Linked DNA regions of Rattus norvegicus: region 2 is linked to region 1. Evidence: chromatin contacts called from public Hi-C data. All regions are on one chromosome and are shown on one strand. Each heading gives the region's core, a stretch centred on a gene start, on an enhancer-like site or on the middle of the called end of the contact. The rest is flanking DNA. Distances are from core to core; before and after follow the strand shown.

Region 1 (3,295 bases), core at 495-2,994:
CCAGCTCTGAAAAACTTCAGGGATTCAACAGTGGCATCCAAAGAGAGCTAAATATTTTTAAAAGTTCTTTAAAATATATTCACCGAGAGAAAGAAACGTAATATTTCTTGTTTTCACTCCATAAGAATTCAATAATTGGTTAGATTTTAGATTTATTTTATTAACTTTCTGAAATGAGGTGATTTCTACTGCAATGTGATGGTGTTAGCCCATAGTTTCAGTTTGAGCCAGCTTCTAAACTGTCAATATAGGATTGAAGAACTGTGAATACATTTGTTAGCCTGGAGTCCAAGGCAGAGACTCAAGAGACCCCAAGTTCTCTTAGGCATGATTAGTTCAGAGGAAAAATGGGTTAGCTCATATTGTTCTCCACATGGAAAATTAATACAATGCCAGCGATCAAAAGTGGCATTTTCCACTCATAGCCCTAGGTATGGAACCACAGGAATAGAATGAAAGACAAATTTAGGGAAGTTGGTGATTAACGTATCATTCTAGTGTTCAATCTTACACCTGGCATGGAAAGCCATTGAGTCTACTACTGTTTCTGTAAGAGATTGACAGCTGTCATCAGTTCAGGCCAGTACAGTAGAGGACATAGCTATCTCATTATGAGTCTTCATATCTTTATAGATATGATAGATTTAAGAAGAGAAATGTTTTAATCTCTTATTTATGCTACATTGTCACATGCATGGGTCTTTTTAGTTATTTAATGATATATGTTGGTAACTTTAGTACTACAATTCCAAGTTTAAAGATTCTCAATTATATTAATTAACTCTAGCCATGTGGTACTATGTTTGTGTTCAATATTATTTTGCTCTTTGTTCTTGTTTTTAATTTAAATTATATTATTTTTTGGTCTTTAAAGATTTTTTTAAAAGTTATTTTACGTATATAGATGTTTTTCCAGGATATGTCTCAGTACCACATGTGTGATTGGTGTCTACAGAGGTCAGAATAGGATATCAGATCCCCTAGGGACTAGAGTAATAGACAGTTGTGAACTACCATGTGGGTAGTAGGAGTCGAACCTAGGTTCTCTAGAAGAGCATCCCCTTCTCTTAATCACTGAGCCATCTTTCCAGCATCTCTCTTTTTTGTTTTAAAAAGAGTTATAACCCATGCATGCATTGTAAATTAATATATTGCTTAGTTTTGCTTCAATTTAAGATTTTATACAGGGTCTTAGGTATATATAACCTTTGAATTTGGTCTTTGTGATTCACCCTGTTAGGAGGCTGCCCTGTGCTTTGGCAACTAGGACAGAAGGATCTCCCAACCCTCCAGTTTCCTCAGCACAGCCCAGGTCTCTAAACTGATGAAGCCATTGCTAGCTGAGTCTTGCGAGCTCCTTGCAGCCCTTGCGTCAGTGTCTGCTCTTGATGGAGCAACTGTAGTTCATTTGCACTTCTGCGATTCTACCATCAGCAACAATCCCCGAGGCTGGATGCCAAAAAGATAGCTGAAACCAGACTATCTGAGGTCTCGCAAATGTTCAGACACAACCACTTTTACAGGGGTCCAGTCCCTCCTTTTGTAACATGTAGTTAATTCAGCTAGGATTTGCTTGACAAATCTCCTGGAAGGACAAAGACAACTAAATTCTTGATGGTCAAGTCCGGAGATGTGCATCGTACTGACCTCAAGAACATTTGTGGGTTCAAAATAGAGGAGGATGTGAATGTTTCTTAGTCTATGGGAATAGTAGGTTCAGCTTCCTTTCTTGAAAGAATTCCAAGCCTTTCTTGGAGCCTTCTCCACTTTATTATTGACACAGCAAATAGCAGTTCTCAGCCTTTTCCAAAGAGGAGGAGGGGAGACATTTCATGGCACCGTTCCATAACTCAGTATTAAGAACTATTTTTATAAGGTAAATATCAGACCAAGCAACTCAGAACTATTGTGCATTTTTCATTTGTGTCTTCCTTCCTGAGGAAAAACTACCTGTGTATTCCATCTACCATGTTTAGCTTAGGTTCCTGAACAAATGTTTTAGAGAAAATTGGAAAAACTTCAAAGACTGGGTAGATATTGATTATCTTAGTAGAGGAGTTAAAGGCAGGTAGGATGAGGTCATTGTTTTCTATTTAGTGCAACTGAATTGCATCACTCTGATTATTATGTACTGCTTCCTGTAAGTTGAAAAGCTATTTTGGGAAAAATGAAAGTCAAATAGAGTTAGTGGAGAATTTTTAACGGAGAAGCGGCCAATCTTCCAATGGACTATTCTAAAGGGCTGTTTCCAGAGCACTCGTCTATCTACTGACATCATTGTTATCTAAAGGATCATTGATGTGCTTTCAAATTTTGGTCACATAACTCAAAAGCAGGAAGCCCTTTGCATTTTATTTTCAAGGTTAAAAGGTAGGCTTCAACAATTACTACCGAATGAGCAAAGCATTTCATTATAAACGGAGATTCTAAAATACTTTCAGAGAAAGCAAAATCATTACTATCTAATTAGTGCTGAGGAACTTAAATTTGTTCATCGTCGATGCCTGTTTCTCATATGTCTATAGAGTATACAGTGACAAATTGATGAATAATATTTAATTAAAGGTAAAGAAGAATTGTTTTTGACTTTAGACAATCAAATGAAAACATTTCAGCGTGTATGGCTTTACTGAGGTAAAGTTTTATTATGTGCTTAAAGATTGAAGTTGGACAAAATTTCCCATAAATTTAAACAGTTTTTTCCTTTCATCTTTGCATACTATTAAAATAAAGTCCACATGACACTGTTTAGGATAACTGTCCCAGCAGATCGCACGACTGAGAGGTAGCCATTGAGATGCCTTTGTGCAGTCTAGTTACAGTGAGGAACTCTCCTCTGCCCCAGCCCTGCAATGGGCAAGGAGACATCTTGCTGGTTGTGATATTCTTCTATCAGTCGGGGGCAGAGGGGTTGGCAGTCCTTGGTTCATTCTACCCCGATGCCTTACTTGGTGGTCAAAGCTGTTCTTTTCCTGGGATATATAAAAGCAAAATCAAATCAAACTCAGGCAGCAGCACGTCACAGGAGGAGGAAGGCAGATAGCGCTCCGCGTTCTGCCGTGACACCCAGTGCGGATGGTGGAAGACGCCCATAGACCTGCCCTCCGTCTGACCGCACATGTGGGCCATAGACACAGAGTCCCCGCCCAGTATCTCATAGCCACGAGAGAAAAGGAAGATAGTCAGAGACCTGCTGACTGCCATGCCACTCACAGACCTGCCCTTGCTCGGGTGTATAGCACAGATGGCTTGGAGACACCTGCTTGCTGCCATAGAACACAATACTAACAGAGGA
Region 2 (2,974 bases), core at 81-2,580, 280 kb before region 1:
CAGCTAGAGTCCCTCCAAGAAGAGCAGGTATAGACTGAGGACAGAGACTACCTGAAGTAACAGGGCTAAGAGGACCAACCTGAGGCAAGGCCTCTGTTTCTATCTTTTTGTCTACAGCATGGAATAGTAATAGTGTTTGCTTAAATGGCTGTACCACAGCACAACATAATTCACAAAAAGAACAAATGTGCAAAGGAAGAAAATCCAAAATCCCCACAGATCAGCAGATTCTCTTGCCAAATTTCACATAAGTCAAAAAGTTTACACTTTACCTGAGACAGGTTGGAGATGCCTAGGAGAAAGCATATGGAATCCAATATATTGGATTTTCCACTACCATTCAAACCAGTGATCGCATTGAAGAGGGGGTCAAAACCATTGACTTCAGTCCTTTGTGCATAGGACTTGAATCCTTCGAGAATGATTGATTTAACATACATTTTTTATACTGTCTTGGGTTAAGCCTGTTAGGCAGCAAGCTACAGGCCAGGTCTGTATAAAATAGAAATAACATCATGTAAGTAGAATGTTAATAATAAAAAAAAAAAAAACCCAAATCACATAAATATGACAGGATGCACAATAATGTAAAGTAAAAATACATCTGCCAAACTACTTTTTCTCCTAAAATCAGCTGGCTGGGATTTTAAAACATCCAACCGTTGTCATTGCCAGGAAGCTGAATATTTAACCTGAAAATCACCTTTATCACTCCTGTCCACTTCCTAGGCTCGTGTTGCACTTTAATAATACTGTAGTTAACAGAGACTACTGATTATTTTGCATTTCATTCTCCTTGCCACAGATACCACTGGACTGGATACTATTTACTGCACACGACTTTGCATAAATGTCACCTTACATGACTCCTTCTGGATCTCCCTAAATAGCACTCAACACCCATCCTCTCCTTCCTTTTCCTTCATGGCAATAAAAGATGACATTAGTCGGCATTCATCCGTCTTTGCAACTCATCCTCAGTTCCGCTGTGCTTTCTGCCTACATTCGACCTTAACTCTTGTGAACGCTCGATTCTCAGAATCCGGGTAGTTAGTGGATGGACCTTAAGGACGAAGTGAATCCATTCTACAGACTCGCTTTAAAATTCCGTGTTCTCTCGCTTCCCCAAGCCTTTCTCGATTCACCTTACGGATGAACAACAATCAACATCCCTAATTATCGTTTGAAGTCCCTTCTTGAGGATCTTGCCCTCCCCAGTGCCCCAACTCCCGCCTGGCACCAGGCCCGGCCAAGGGCCGCACTACGCACCAACCACCAAGTGGCCGGCCAGGGGTACCAGCAAAGTTCCGACTCGACGCGGAGGCGGGCAACGAGGTCACCCGACCTGTATTCGGGAGCTACCGGGAGAACGCCAACATCCCGGCCACAGCATCCGCCGTAGCCAACAACCGTGCCGGAACTGTTTCTTTGAATTTCGGCGCGAGCAAAGGACCCCACCTCCGACGCGTCTGCTCTCTGTTGGTGCCTTGTATCTGCCTGACTGAAGAGTTTCATCTTTTGCCCCAAGGGAAAACACAGAAACGACACACAGACAGTACATAATAATTTAAATATTGGAAAGTAGGGGACTATACCGTTGTGAGCTTGGAAAGTGAAAATGCAGTTAGGTCGTGCTGACATCGCGTCAGGCATGCTCCGGGCAGCACCTCTTCCTGGTCTGGGCCTCGCTCGTTACCGTCCACGCCCACTTTCTGGCCCTCTCAGGCCGCGGGTCCCGGGCCCTTGGCTAAGGTCCGCAGGCTCCGCCTCCTCCAAGTCTGCGCTTTTTTTTTTTTTTTTCCCCGCTCGGAGATTACTGTGTGGAAACTAACACTGGCCAGAAAAATCTTCTGAAGCTTCTTTTTCTACGGACTACAGAGATTTCTGGAAAGTGGAGGTTGTAATTAATTGAATGAAAGGCGCCGGCTTTGAAAAAACAAAAACACAAAACAGGTCCAGTTTCCAGAGGGGACCATATGCCTGCAATACGTGGAGTTGGGTAGCAGATGTCTGTACGATTCCTTATGCCGAAAACCTGTGTAATTATACGCAATGGCTGACTTACTGGTTTACGAAATGTTGCTGAAGCTTCTTAATGGCAGTTCGTATTTACAGAGTTCTATGGATTGGGTAGCTGTGTTTCAAAGGCTGTCAAAAATATTCCTCAACAAACGTGGGATCCTAGTGTTTCCCTATGAGTTTTGTTTCCTTTTGTACAGATCGAGTTCATTGAGTCATTGGGTTAAACGACTTGTAAGTGACAGATTTTTGTTCCAGGCAGCCTAACTACAGAGCATGTGCTCTTAGACTATTCTCTACAACTGATAATTTTACATTGCTAGTTAGAACAGATTCCCATTAACAACGTGTATACTTTTTAAACAACAACCGTGTTGGGGTGATTTATATTTGAGCATCAATACTAAGTAGGGAAGGACTTAACTTTGTTTCAATTGAAAATATAATTTTTCATACTGTATATCCCGATTAGTTTCTCTTCCCCCAACTTCTTGATGTCCTCCACTCACCCAAATCCACACTCTTTCTTTTCTCTTATTAGAATGTAAACAGGCATCTAAAATGATGATGATGATGATGATAATGGTGGTGGTGGTGGTGGTGGTGATGAAATAAGATTAAAAAAAAACCAATAGGATTTGTCCTAAACAGGATAAAAGAGCATTAGAAGCACAATGAGACATTTGCACACAGATACACAAAACATAAAAACAAAAGCAGAAACCATCATACTTAAGCAAAAGATTTTTAAGGTTAAACAGAAATGTCCAGACAAAGCAGTGTGGGGCAAAAACTCTCTAAAAATACCATTAAATTTGTTTCGTGTTGGCTGTCTATTGCTAGGCAGTGGAACTACCCTTAAGTGTGGTTTGTATACTCAGACTTCACTGGAAGAAATATTTGCTCTAAGAGCAGTTGTCAGTTGGATAAGCTTCTGGTTTGGGATGGAGGATTG

What was found. A called contact is a pair of places that touch in the nucleus more often than the background predicts.
Region 2: a contact with region 1 is called in a Hi-C map of hepatocytes, with 1.5 times the contacts expected there. The contact joins the promoter of Smc2 here to the enhancer-like site in region 1. A contact is called at or near these places in 3 of 12 Hi-C or Micro-C datasets (the A7r5 cell line, hepatocytes and liver).

What each region holds. Positions count from the first base shown.
Region 1 is chr5:71,324,835-71,328,129 of GRCr8, reverse strand. No RefSeq gene overlaps it. Among named protein-coding and RNA genes, the nearest start is that of Smc2, 280 kb to the left of the region's middle. Within about 2 kb of position 1,744, at least 3 of the 93 cell types and tissues checked have an H3K27ac peak or open chromatin away from gene starts, as enhancers often do. A contact at or near this core is called in hepatocytes and liver, where this site is marked.
Region 2 is chr5:71,600,761-71,603,734 of GRCr8, reverse strand. Smc2 (structural maintenance of chromosomes 2) reads right to left here and starts at 1,330. Exons shown (of 25, transcript NM_001108666.3): 1 at 1,270-1,330; 2 at 273-492. The coding sequence starts at 440. All of the region lies in intron 1 of LOC134478972 (large ribosomal subunit protein eL29-like), which reads left to right.